4 separate regions of the Mus musculus genome follow, and all the other regions are linked to region 1. Evidence: chromatin contacts called from public promoter capture Hi-C data. All regions are on one chromosome and are shown on one strand. Each heading gives the region's core, a stretch centred on a gene start, on an enhancer-like site or on the middle of the called end of the contact. The rest is flanking DNA. Distances are from core to core; before and after follow the strand shown. Region 1 holds the start of Akirin1 (akirin 1). Region 2 holds the start of Col9a2 (collagen, type IX, alpha 2). Region 3 holds the start of Stk40 (serine/threonine kinase 40). Region 4 holds the start of Oscp1 (organic solute carrier partner 1).

The links. Promoter capture Hi-C pulls out the DNA fragments that hold promoters and counts their contacts.
Region 2: a promoter capture Hi-C map of pre-B cells shows a contact between it and region 1, with 4 times the contacts expected there. The contact joins the promoter of Col9a2 here to the promoter of Akirin1 in region 1. A contact is called at or near these places in 1 of 39 promoter capture datasets (pre-B cells) and 1 of 115 datasets of contacts at active chromatin or transcription factors (large pre-B cells).
Region 3: a promoter capture Hi-C map of liver shows a contact between it and region 1, with 2.8 times the contacts expected there. The contact joins the promoter of Stk40 here to the promoter of Akirin1 in region 1. A contact is called at or near these places in 2 of 39 promoter capture datasets (both in liver).
Region 4: a promoter capture Hi-C map of liver shows a contact between it and region 1, with 4 times the contacts expected there. The contact joins the promoter of Oscp1 here to the promoter of Akirin1 in region 1. A contact is called at or near these places in 3 of 39 promoter capture datasets (hippocampal neurons and liver) and 1 of 115 datasets of contacts at active chromatin or transcription factors (embryonic forebrain).

The regions. Positions count from the first base shown.
Region 1 is chr4:123,748,713-123,752,054 of GRCm38.p6, forward strand. It overlaps Akirin1 (akirin 1), which reads right to left and starts at 1,587. Exons shown (of 5, transcript NM_023423.3): 1 at 1,236-1,587. The coding sequence starts at 1,452.
Region 2 is chr4:121,037,723-121,041,064 of GRCm38.p6, forward strand. It overlaps Col9a2 (collagen, type IX, alpha 2), which reads left to right and starts at 1,844. Exons shown (of 32, transcript NM_007741.2): 1 at 1,844-2,064; 2 at 3,243-3,317. The coding sequence starts at 1,993.
Region 3 is chr4:126,102,171-126,105,512 of GRCm38.p6, forward strand. It overlaps Stk40 (serine/threonine kinase 40), which reads left to right and starts at 1,787. Exons shown (of 11, transcript NM_028800.3): 1 at 1,787-1,976.
Region 4 is chr4:126,056,748-126,060,089 of GRCm38.p6, forward strand. It overlaps Oscp1 (organic solute carrier partner 1), which reads left to right and starts at 1,818. Exons shown (of 10, transcript NM_172701.3): 1 at 1,818-2,045. The coding sequence starts at 1,934.

The DNA of each region.
Region 1 (3,342 bases), core at 337-2,836:
CAGTCACTTGTGAGGCTGGGGCAGGAGGGCTGCTGAGTTCAAGACAGGCCTGGACCACACTGTGGGTTCCAGGCCAGTCTAGAGAGTGAGACACTGTCACAAAACAGCAAAGTGAAAGACTATTCAGATTAACAACCTCAAGGAAAAGATGGAGAAAGCAGGTCTAGTGGAAAGAGCAGAGCCACAGTTAAAGGAAATGGATGATACGACGACGTGAACACAGGTAAAGCTCGAGAGGACTGCTGGTGGCAGCAGTATCCTTGAGGGGCTAAGCACAGGAAGGAGGAAATGAAAACTAGAGGCACTAGAGACTGCAAGATGTAAGGGGGAAAAATGATTTAAAGGGACTGCAGGTTTTCCTAATGCTTGAGGAACAACAATAAGAAGAAAACAAAGAAACAACTTGGCCAAATCCACTTTTGAGGGATTATTTCTGGGATCCCTCTAATTTGCTGAATATGGGTGCTGAAGCGCGTTCCCTCCTCCTACTGCAATATGATAGGCATCTTTACTGCCCCATGAGTCCTTCTTTTTGCCTTGTCTAAAACGAAGTGCCTTACTCAAGTCGAGTCACTGTATTAGATATTTGAATTTTGAGTACAGAATCTCTGTATACTTAAGGATTCTCAAATACTAGCCAACCAACTACCCACTTCAAGCCATACCCGAAACAAGACAATAGCCACACGATAAAACAAGGTCAGTCCGTCTCTTAAGAAATAGTCTGGTTGAAATTGCATTCCATGGCTTCTGCTCCCTAAAGAATTCTAGAAATCAAGTCTTCCTAAAAGCACCTTGCGGCGCTACATACGCTCACGCCCCTTCCCCTCTATCCGTCTCCCGCCCCACTCATGGCTGGGTTCGTGAGCAGAATCCAATTTTCCATGGCCCACTGGATCTCCCGGGAGGTTCCGCACAAGCGGAGGCAGGAGGGGCTTCAGGGACACCAAGAGCCTTCGGCGGTCTGGGGTATCCCCACCTCATTTTGGTGCCCACCCCTCAGACTCTCCAGCTCCAGGAAACCCGAAAACCGACACTGTGGGGTCACTGCCCTTCCCGGATGTCTCTCGTCCCCGGAAGCAACCGGGCCCAGCAGCACCCCAGTTCCTTTTTCTCCCAAGGCCGATATGGGGTGCGGAGGTGATCTCGGCCGGTGTCCACGACCCCCGCACCCTCCCCGCCCCCCACGCCCGGGCCTGGCTTCCTGCCAAGTCCGCAGCAGCAGCGCAGGTTACCGGGAGTTGGAAGACGACGCTCGCTGCCGGGTGGGGCAGGCTGCTGGAGGCTCGCCGGCGGCGTCTGCATCTGAAGCGGCGGCGGCTCGGCGTCCGGGGGCCTGAGGCCCGGAGTGGGGCCGGGCAGAGGGGCGCAGCGTCGCCGCTTCGGGGAACCGGGGCTCAGCAGCGCCGCCTCGAACTCCATGGGCCGCTTCAGTGTCGCCCCGCACGCCATCCCGCGGAAGGGCCAGAGACCAGACGCAGACGCGGCAGCAAGGACTGCCCTGGATCCAACTCTTCAGCTACGGCTCCCAAGCCAAGCCGGCTCCAATGGCGCCTCCGGCACCCGGCAGCCGCGCTGGCCCCGCCTCCTGTGACGTCACGGGCGTGCGCCACCGCCCGGCAGAGGGGAAGAAGTCGGAAAAGGGCCGATCCGGGAGGCCCGCGAGCCTGGGCTCGGCCCATGGCGCCCCCTGCGGAAGAAGTAGGCCGGTCTGGGCGGAGAGCGTGGTCGCCTAGCAACACCCCCGCCCCCGCCCCTCCCAGGGCCCCCCCCTTCACGCTCTCTGCCGGAGTGGCCTGGGAGGTCTTTCGCACCTGCGCGGCAGGGGCCTCGGGGGCGGGGGATGGGAGAGACCCTGGGAGACCGGGGTTCCCTTGGCCGCGTGACCGATAAAAGAGGTGATTCTAAAGGGTTATCAAAGGATTTTGTCTTGAGTCCCAGGAAATCTTCACAAACATAACCGGGTTATCTAAGGATAGACTTTATTTAATCCACGAACCCTGTGCAATCATGGGCAAAATTGGAAGGGGAGGTGTGTTACAAATGAATGTATTTTGGGGATAGATGACCCGGCCATTAATCGGATCACTAAATGGATATGTGTTACGCAAAAAAGGATTAAAAGGAAAAAAAAAAAAACAAAAAACAATCCTACCAGAAAACTCACTGGCTTAAACTGTCTAACCAAGTGATACCAGGGTGTTAGGAACTTCCCCTGATAGCTGATTTGGCAGTTGGCTTCCTCATCCGACTTGGCAACTCAGACTGGTTCTTCCTCGGGTCAATCGAGATTCTCTGCCGTACTGTTGGCTGGAAAATGCTTTTGATATTCAGCAAATGAATAGAAAACAGGGAGGTTCTGCTTTAGGGAACTCTGGTTGTAATTTTCCTGGGGAGTAACTCCAGTGCTTTCAAATACATCAATAGAGTCATCAGAACAACACCTCCACATTCAAAGCCTTTCTGTAATTATTTGTATATTAGTGGCTGTGATTCCTGTAATCTGGCTTTAACATTATCTCTGTAACAGATTTTTCTAGAACAGTCCAAATTTTAGATACTCATTTCTAATTGCCAAGATGGCTGTCACAGTACTTCAACACACTTGGGGTTAGACAATAAAGGCATACTATCTCCAATCTTCCTCCTCCTTCTCCGCCTCTTCTTCCTTCTCCTCCTGTTCGTTTTGGTTGCTTTTCTCTGAGTCCTCTTCCGTTTCTACAAACTCTTTAAAGATCATAACATAGGTCATATACTTTCACATTTATTTCTGTAAAATATAAGACAGCACAGCATACCAAATTGCTGGTTTTCTGTTTGTTTTGCCATATTGGGATTCAAGCCTCCCTAGGCACATTACCCATGTTAAGTTTATTTTAGCACATTTATTGTCAATATAGATGTAACGTGGTTTAAACTAAAATCTAGAAATAAAACATTAGAGTTTTTTTTAAAAAAAAAAAACCTCACAATTATCTTGGTGGTAAATGACTGAATTTAAAATTCAGTTCTGAGCTTCTTGAAGGCTAAAGAAAAATGAAACCATAGTCATGATGAATAGGTGTTATCTGAATGGAACCAGTTCACCAGAGGACACAGACCATCATTTTGTGTATCACTTTAATTCCAAAGGTAGACTGTCATGACTTTATTAGGAAACAATGATGTAATAAAGCCTTTAAGACCGCTTGCATGGCTGTTTCTATGTTCAATAAAAGCCAAGGACATGAAAAGCCACTTCACGATGGTTATTTTTTAAGGGGACCTAAGAGCATCAAGTAAATTGTTTTCTTGTGGTATAAACAGATCCAAAGTGAACGATTAGAAGACTTGAAAAGTATG
Region 2 (3,342 bases), core at 594-3,093, 2.7 Mb before region 1:
TGCAGAAGGATCCTGCTGTGGCGTCGTTCTTGCTGGCGAGTTGGGGGCGCGCTCAACAGAGTTAGAAATGGTTATAGGCTGATATGTGGGTACTTGGTCCTCTGCAAGTGCAGCTGGTGCTCTTAACCACTGAGCCATCTCCCCGGCTTCATAACATACTTAAGAAAAGGAAATGTGGAGGGTGATTTTTACACGTGTTTATGTGTTTTGTGTATGTGCATGTGCTTATATGTTCACTGCATGTTTGCTGTTGCCCATGGAAGCCAGAAGAGAGCATTGGATTCTATGGAACAGGAGGTACAGGTAGTTGGGAGCCATCTGATGTGGGATGCAAATCCCCAAATTCTACAAAAGTAAGGAGTGCTTTTATCTGTGGAGCCATCTGTCCAGGCCTCCTCCTTGGCCAGGTCACTTGATTTGCTTGTGGTCAAGTTTCCATACTGGAGGCCAGTTGGATACCAAGAGCAAATGATACTGAGGGTCACAGCGCACTGCTGTCACATTAAGCAGCTGCCACCATCAGCTCCTTCAATCTTCAAGCAAATTCTTTAAGATAGGGACCATGTTGTTCCCAGTTACAGAGGAGGAAACTAAGACTTCATTTATGTCATGGAGGTGTCTGTGGTCATAACTGTGGTTAGTGGCTGCATGAGATCCACTGCCCTTAGCCAGTGAGTGGAAGAGAAGGAGAGGAGAAAGGGGCTCTGGACCGAGGTGACCAGACAGGTGGGTTTGGGGTGTTACTGAATAAAGTGGTGGCTGTTTCCATGAACTTGGGAGGTCAGTTGAAAGGGGGTGAGGGAGAAGTCTCTCCCAGTCCAGGAGACAGCAGCATGCAGGTGCCGCTGAGGAGAAAGACAATCGTGTCACTTGGCTGACAGTGGACCTCACACATGCAGGTGGTTCCACACGGTTAGATAGCCCAGGTCCATTTTAGTTTGTGTGACTATGCATTGTGGTGTTTGATAGTCTAAGGGACACTTTTCATAGAACATGTACTCCTCCTTAATATGTAATTGTAGGGATCTGGAGAGATGGCTCCCTGCTGAAGAGCTCGTGCTCTTCTTGCAAAAACCCAGGTTGTTGCCAGCACCCACGTAGGAGCTTACACCTTTCTACAACTCCAGTTCCAAGGATGTCTGGTCCCCCATGGGACAGGGTCATACCTGAGGGCAAAACACTCATTCGCATAGATAAAAACTTGTCTTCAAAGGATATAACTGTACAAGGTCACATGGGGTGGATGCCTGGTGGATGCTTGGGAGAGAAGACGTGAAGGACTGGCATTGCCAAGGGCAGATCCAAATGCTAACAGGATGCCTCAAGGATGGAAGATGTTCGGATCGCACTGGTCGATGGAAGCAGGGAGGCGAGAGGAAAGGGAAATTTAGAGGCCACAGACAACTCTAATGGAATTGATGGTGGAGGGGGAGAGAAGAGGCAGATGGGGAATTCCCGAGGTGGCAGATTCAAGAAAGATGTTGGTGTGTTTTAATATGGCAGGGACCTGATTGTTTGTGGAGAGGACTGAGCCAATTTAGAAAAGATGGAGTTGGTGGAGTCCTGGCCAGGTCTCCAGAACCTGAGATGGTTGAGGCTCTGGAGGATAAAGGACCCAGACAAGCTTGCCCGGGGAAAGGATGGGGCTGAGGGCCAGGAGGAAGGCTTTGATCTTGGAGGCAAGGAGGAAAGGGACTTCGAATGGACTTCTGCTCTTCACACAGAAAGTAGTCCCGTACCCCGAGATGCCCCCGGGACTTCCCAGCTGGGGCGTCTGGTCAAACTCAGAATGCAGACCCAGGGTGGGCACAGAAGATCCGCCCCTGACCGGGCGGAGCTGGACAGTTCCTCCCCACAGTGCTCTCAGGTGACAGGCCTGCAGGTCCCCGCCCCGGCCCGTCTAGCTGCGTTTTCGGGAGATCCAGTCCGAGGCTCCGAAAGCAGCCCCCGCCATCGGTGCTTGGACCCCCGCTCCAGAACCCGCTGTTCGCCATGACCGCCGTGCCCGCGCCCCGCAGCCTGTTCGTTCTCCTCCAGGTGCTGTGGCTCGCCCTGGCTCAGATCGTAAGTCCTGTCACTTCTCTGTCTCCGCCGTCCCTGGTGCAGAGCCTGGGTTTAGGATCCTGGAGTCTTTAGGACCTGTTCTAGTCTGTCCCTAGCCTGAGGGGCAGCTGAGGACAGAGCCGCTGGGGTGATGCATACCCGGCAAACCGCTCGCGGTGAAGGGAGATTGACTAGTCCGGGAACCAGAGGGACCTTGCCTCGGGATGCTTGGCCTTGCCTGGGACAGGCAGCGTCGAGCAGGAGATGGCGCGGGGGCCTGGCAGTGGAGAGAGCCCAGGTGGTGCGGAGACAATGGTGGCTATTCAGTCGACAGCGGAGCCTCCGCCCCCGGAGTCTCCTAAGGGACCCAGGCTCCAGCCAGACTTCCCTGTCGCCCCAATATGTCCGTTTCCTGACTGTGGGCTTCTGCCTCACTTCGCAGGGACAGCTGGGCCCTAGGAAAGAGATGCCCGGTTTAGGACCAAATGGGGATGCTGGGCCCGCTCACCAAGCAGTGCTAGTGTAGGGGTACAGTTCGCCTGTGAGGCGCCAGCCTGGCACATCTTAACCTGGGGAGGGCACCTGGCGCCAGCATCTGGCACGCGTGGACTTCCTGAGTCGGGGCTGGTTCGCTACCTTAGGGAGGATTGGGTGGGAAGAGTCCCAGCTTTCCTTCTTCTCTGAGGTCTCTTTACCTGCACCAGGGACGAGGGAGAGGTGCCAGTTCACCGCTATACCTGTTGTTGGTTAGAAAACAGCAATAGTTCGAACGGCCATCGTTGGCTAGGTGCCATCTTGCACATCATCTGTGATTTGAGCAAATGATGTCTTCATCTATTTCCTATCGTGACAGTGCAAAGACCGTGTGACCCAGGGGAAGAAGCCAGCCAACCTAGGGTGTAATCACGGTTTCAGCATTCACTTGCAGTGATCACGAGCCTTGAGTCTTTTTGTGTTTCCTCACCCTCTGCTTGTCACCCCTAATAGTACCCCCCCCCGAGTTCTGAGTAGTTCATAAAGTAACAGAGCATAATGGCACACAGTGCCTGACACACAGTAGCTGCTCAACAAACTCCCCATGAAGCACCATCTCCTTGGGGAGATGCTGCCCTAGTCACCTTTGCTCTCGGGGTCTCCAGCAGCCCCTGGGAGCCCAGTTCTGCGTACTGTCTGAGGGCTGCACTCTTGTGTATTTTCAGAGAGGTCCACCAGGGGAGCCGGGTCCTCCAGGGCCACCAGGGCCACCAGGAGTGCCTGGTTCAGATGGCATCGACGTGAGTATCTAACTTCAGACTTGAG
Region 3 (3,342 bases), core at 537-3,036, 2.4 Mb after region 1:
TCCCCTCCTTCTGTGATAGTCCAATCTGCCTATCTCTTTTCAAGAAGCCATCTTGAGCTGTTGTGACAGGTGTCATTTTGTTATGGCAGCACCATCTGCCAGTGAGCCAGAGTTGGAGAGCCAGCAGGAGACTGTCACCACCCATGTATGTCCCAGAGATCCATGAGTTGGTGTCCTGATGACAGTTTTTTTTTTTTTTTAATCTCCTCTGGCTGGCACTTTCTCCTCCTCTGCTTTGTTAAAACTTCTATATTTTGAGTCAGCTGAGAGCCTACCAGGAGTTGGAATGGTGGTGTCAGCGCCCAGTGATTCATCTTACTGGTAATTAGTGAACTGGAAAACCCAAGATTCATCCCTGTCAAAGGCAGGGCTTCCGGAATCCTTTTTCTCCTCACTTTGTCAGAGAGAGGAGCAAAGTGGGCCGGCCTTCTGGATGCCTGCCTTTGAGTCACGTGCCTCCTAGAGGTTCCCCGACTGAGACCAGTGGGCATCTATAGGGTGTGGTTAGCTGGATGTGAAACTCCTTGGGTCCTCCCATGGTTGGTGTAATGTGTTATCCCCACTTGGGCAGCCAGGATTTACACTGAATTACCTAGTTTGTAAGTGATACAATGGGGATTCAAGCTCTAGCCTTTTTGGAACCCACGAAACTTTCTTCAAACCACAGCCCAGCCATTATTAGCTGGGTGTCACGGCAGAGGTTACCCTCTCTCTCTGAGTGCTACCTTCTGCATTTGTTAACAGGTCTCTAAAAGTGCCTCATTTTGCATAAGACAGGGCCTTAGGAGCTGGTATCATTACTAGTTATTCAGCATTATCTGCAGCTGAATGGCCACCAAGCCAATCAAAGACATTAAGAAAGGATTCAGGCTGGGACTTCATTATGAAGACCAGCCTTCGGTGTCCTAGCAGGGCTTAGTCGTGTCCACGTGTGTCTACACGTGGATCCAGAATGACCCAGGGGAGGGAAGAGTGTCATCAAGTACACTTGTTAACTCTGAGACAAAGGAGTGGGACTATGGCCGCTGGTACTGCTGCCACCGAGCCCTTCTGGCCGCTTCTACACGGCAGTGGACGGAAGCCAGGATTTTCGAGGGCCCCCAGTGAGTCACCAGACTGATGCAATCCCTTTAAAGGGCTCATCTGCTGGTGCAAGAAGCTGATTCATGGAGGGCGTGGCTGCTGAAGGAGGAGAAAGGACGGAAACTGGCAGGAGGGAGTGAGGTAGACAGCCGGCTGAAGTCGTTCATTGGAACTCTTCACTGCAATCTCCCTGGACAAGACTCTAGGGATGTCCAAGATGAACTTGGCCATCTTTGGGGTTTCTGAAGGGCCTAAAGTGAAATGAATTGTGACAGTAGCGACAGCCAATTCTTGACTTCTCTTGTACCCAACTTCAGCACTTTCCCACACAAATTTCCAGAAGCCGAGAAATGGGGAGCAAAGAAAGACTACTTTTCTAAAGAATGCAGTGCAGTTGGCGGGTTTTGCAACCACTTAGAGACGTCCCCAACCCCAGCAAGGAGAGCATAAGTCGGTGAGGTTCTGCAGAGCCAAGGCGGACCGGCGCCTCTGTCCCAGTCCCACTGTAGATGTAGATTAGCGGTAAGTACCGCCCCCTGACTGTCCAATCACTTTACAGATTTCGACCCAGACTCCACCCAGAACCAATTGGCGATCTTATCTGGGCTTCCTGCCTGAAGGCTTCCGCCCATCCTGAAGATGGCGCACCAACCCCAAACTCAGGCGAGGGGGCGGGAGGCGGGGCCGAGAGCCTATGCGTCACTTCCGTTGTCAGGTGGCGGCGCCGCAGCCATGGAGGGAGGCGGCGGCGGCAGCTCTGGCGGCTGCGCTGGGAGGCGGCGGTGAGCGGCTCCCACGCCCCCGGCCCGGCCCCGGCCCCCGGGACGGAGCGCCGAGCAGCCCCGACTCTGGGCTGCGGACTATGGGCAAGGAGCGCTGATTCCCCGGGAAAGGTGAGTTCGGGGTCCCGGGACGCGGAGCCGGGTGGGGGCTGCGTGCTGGCGGGGCGGGCCACCGTGGCGGAGGGACCCCGGTGACAGCCCGAAGCTGACCGGCGCGACCAGAACGGCTATAGTGAATTCCCCCTCCGCCACTGGAGGTCTGTCCTTCCCGGCAGCGGGGGCGTCGGCTGCCGGGAGCCTCGGTCTTTTGCCGCAGCCCTGGGAAATGGGCACTGCTCGCCTTGCCCAGACCCACTCAACCAGTCATCGAAGCAGCCGGCGTTTGGCCCGCTCTAGTTTTTCTCCCAGAGAGACCCGCTCCTCCTCTCCATGCTTCTCTCCTGACCTAGAGAGTGACTTGAAAGTTAGAACGAGTCCCCAAGGAGAGCCAGCCAAGGTTTTCCTCCTGGAGCCCTCACCCGTTGGCACCAACACCATCGCTGCTGGGGAATTTTCACATCCTGGGCGGCGTTCAGGTGCGAGTCACAGCAACCTGCTTGCCAGATCCACGTTGGGCCGGTCTTCACCGTGGGAGAGCTTGCTGTGGTCAGTGTTTCACCTGCCATCCTGGTCAGGCCCGCCCATTCCTACGATGCTTGGCCCCACCTTTCAATCTTGGGTAGGAGCTTTCGGATTCCCGGTGGCTTCTCCGTCCACCCCCACTCCCCCAGGTTGTTGGCAGAAGGAAGAGCTGACAGCCACCTTCGGTGGCAGGATAGACTTTGCTCTGTTTTAAGTCACTGGAGGAAACCGGTTGGCTTTGCTGGTTTTGAGAATCATTGAGGAAGAGGGTAGTCACGCTGGGCTGGGCGCCTTTCCCTCTCGGCTGAGTAGTTTTGCATGAGATAAGGAAGAGCAAAATCCTATAGCCCTTATTTATAAACAACGTTGTGAGTTCCTCCTTAAAGGCCCTGTTATTTGATTGTGGATTAGACTATCTCTGCCAGAGATAGTCCCCATTCATTCATTCATTCATTCATTCATTTTTCTCATAACAAAAGGGCCCTGCCTGTAGAGCCTAGTGCTGTGTAGTATTCGTAGGCTTTGGAGGCTCACTCCTTAAAGCCTGGGATTAAAAGTGTGTGTCAACCTTGCTCTGGACTCCTTAAATTCAGATTCTGGTGCCGCTGCTTTCTGGTTGCCCGACCTTGGGTCATTTGTATTCGTCCTCATTTGCAAACCACTGGCCATGGTAAAAAGAGTCATTATGGAGAGTTGCGCTAACACCTAATAAAGAGGTTCTTATCCGAACTAGTTCACTGTCCAGCTAGAGGAAACTGACCTGCAAGCAGATAGGTGAAATGTGATCTACAAAAGCAACAGAAACTGAATGCTGAGGGAGCCCAGTGGGGAAGCTGCTAGCTCAGTCTGGGAAGCC
Region 4 (3,342 bases), core at 568-3,067, 2.3 Mb after region 1:
TAAATGCAGCCATGGGCACTTCAATATTGCCTGATACTTAAATCCTTTATTCCTCAAGCCGGCTGCCTTTCTATTTTTTTGTAGGGGAGGAGGGGAAGGTAAGGGGGTTCCAGACTGTCCTGGAACTCTGTAGACCAGACTGGCCTTGAGTTTAAAAATCCACCTGCCTCTGCCTTCCAAGTGCTGAGATTAAAGGTTTTTGCGGCCACTGTCCTATTTTCTATTGAAAACAGGCTTACGAAACATAGACAACTTGTCCAATTTTGAAAGCTGACTAGTGTTCAAACCTAGCTCTCTCTGGTTTTGGATTTTTGTTTTTAAAGATTTATTCATTTATTATATGTAAGTACACTGTAGCTGTCTTCAGACACTCCAGAAGAGGGCGCCAGATCTCGTTACGGATGGGTGTGAGCTACCATGTGGTTGCTGGGAATTGAACTCAGGACCTTCGGAAGAGCAGTCAGTGATCTTAACCGCTGAGCCATCTCTCCAGCCTGATTTTTGTTGGTTTTAAAGACAGGGACCCAGTCCTGACTGTCCTAGAACTTGCTATGTAGACCAGGCTGGACTCTGCTTACAAAGTGCTGGGATCAAAGGCAAGTGCAGCCACACCTTGCTGCTCTGTCTTGACCCTATCCAGTCTGACAGTACACAGAGGCAAACTCTGAAAGGGACCGTGTTCTGCCAAAACTTGAGATAGTGTTGGAAGCTGGGCAGATAACAAAATGCATAAGGCCCACCAGAAGATAAAGATGTTTATTACAGGTGGGGCTGAGGTGTTAAGCTCATGTGCCGGGTCACAGCACTCCCAGAGCCTGAAGCAGGTGGATCTCCGAGTTTGAAGCCAGCCTGGTCTACAGAGCAAGTTCCAGGACAGCCAGGACAACACAGAGAAACCCTGTTTCAAAACAAAACAAAAAGGTTCAAGTTGTACTAGACAATTTTAAAAAGTTTGGCTCTTGGGAGGAAAGAAAAACGACTAGAAGGTGTGACGTGGAGGATGCCACAAGCAGGAAGGAAGACATTGAAGGAATGAGCTGTGTTTTGTAAGCGGCGCCTTTTGAAATTTAGTCCAACAGCATCAGAGCAGTGACACAGAGGAACGTAGGAATGCAGAAAGGGGAATTAAGGAATGCGAGGATTCTACAAGGAAAAGGAGGAAGTGGCTGATTATTAAAGGAGGTGGATGTAGGTTCCAAAGCTCAAGTCTCAAGATTGCTGTGGCTGGAGAGAGAAGTGCTTAGCAGAAACACTGATGACGAATCGTCTGAAAAGGTCCAGCCGTAGGTGAAGAAACGCGAGGGTGCTACTTAAGTTGCTAGGAGGGCCGGGCTGGGTTGCCTCACTGAGTAGTAAATCCGGCGTAACATCGCTTCCAGGAGGGGTTAGAAAGGAGACAAATGATATAACTAATCGAGATGAGGGATTATAATAACTCAGAATGCCTTCGTGGCGCTTGCCATGACCTCACTGGTTCCTCTGCACGTCCCTGGGAGATAGTTCACAAATCTGCCCGCAGCACAGCAGGCCATGGCGGACCGGGACGCTAGACGACTCTAGGCGAACGACTCCGAAGACGCTGGGGTTGATTTTCCTAGTTTCCGGTGCGATGGCTGGGCCACGGCAGATACGCGCGGCTGGCTGGAACGCTCCCGGCGACACCAAAGCTAAACTGGAAAACTCAAAACCAGCGCTCCCGGGAGGCCAAAGGTGCGCGCCTCCGTTTGAACCAATCCCCTGAAGCGATCTTTGTCACTTAACCCAATAAGCGCCGGTCTTCGGCCACCTCCTATCAATCCACCATGTGATTGGTTCGCCTTTCTGTTCCCGGCGTTGCCCCAGCAACCGGGCTATGGACGCGTAGGGGCCTCCAGGCTGCTAAATCACAAACCCTGGGGTTCTTCCTTCATCTACCCTGCGGGTTTCCGGCACTATGTCGGTTCGGACTCTGCCGCTGCTCTTTTTGAACTTGGGCGGGGAGATGCTTTACGTCCTAGACCAGCGACTGAGGGCCCAGAACATCCCCGGAGACAAGGCCCGCAAAGGTAAGTAACGCCCCCGCAGCCTTGATCTGTTCCCTTCCTCACCGCACTAAATGTCCCTATACAGAACCGCAGCCTAGCACCAGCCCCCCTCCAACCTCCGTCCTGATACCCAGGCCGACCGGCACCTGACCCCCTTCCCCTCATCCCAATAGCCAAACCGATGCCTCTGCGCACTTCTCTTTGACAGCCGGGTATCTTTCTCAAAAGACGCAGAGCCCATGCAGTTGGAAGCCCTCCGGAGTCAAATTAATTCTCCAAAAGAGCATTTCCCCACAGAGAAGCCTAATACATTGGACATACTTACAGTGCCTGAGCCCTCGATTTCCCAGTCTCTGGAAATCTGTCTATTTCCAAAAGTAGTTACAGTTGACAAGATACTTTTGGCAGGTATAACCATCCGTTAACCCCCACAAAACAGATGGGGACGCCCGCGTCTCTGTCCTCCTACGTAAGCAGAAGCCTGGTCATGCTCATTTCAGAAGCCATTTCTAGAAATGTAGGGCCCCAAAATAATATAGATAAGAACGAAAACATGCTTCTTGATTTTGCAAGTGTTGGAAGGGGTTGCAATTGTGAAAATACTTTTGGAAGGCTTATAAAATGCAAAATTATGCCATGTGTAGTGCAGAGAGAAACGACCACCCAAAACACGCTGCCAGTCTATCTTACTTCTCAGCAAACAACTTTGTTCACCAAATTTGCTGGGCTATTGTATTTGTAGGCAGAGGAGTAAACATTTATCTAAAGGACAACTGAACACTAATGAAAGCTCGATTTCCTCCCAACAGCTTATGTCCCCTCCATTGATGTTAAACAGGCACATTCAGATGGTGTGTCTGATTTTGTGTAAGTGCATACGTAAACAGACAAGAGAACCCTCTGGACCACTCCCTTCCATTCATTCCCAGCCTTGCTACCAGGGGCTTTACAAAATGCAAATATGTCTAGTGGGGCTTTATAAAATGCAAATATGTCTAGTATGTCTCTCCTCAAAATTGCCGACAACCTTCCACTCCTGTCTAAATGGAGACCAAGTCCTAGGCAGAACACGTTGGGGCCCTCCGATTAGGACACTGTCTTAGTCAGGGTTTCTATTCCTGCACAAACATCATGACCAAGAAGCAAGTTGGGGAGGAAAGGGTTTATTCGGCTTACACTTCCATGCTGCTGTTCATCACCAAAGGAAGTCAGGACTGGAACTCAAGCAGGTCAGGAAGCAGGAGCTGATGCAGAGGTCATGGAGGGATGTTCTTTACTGGCTTGCCTTCCCTGGCTTGCTCAGCCTGCTCTCTTATAG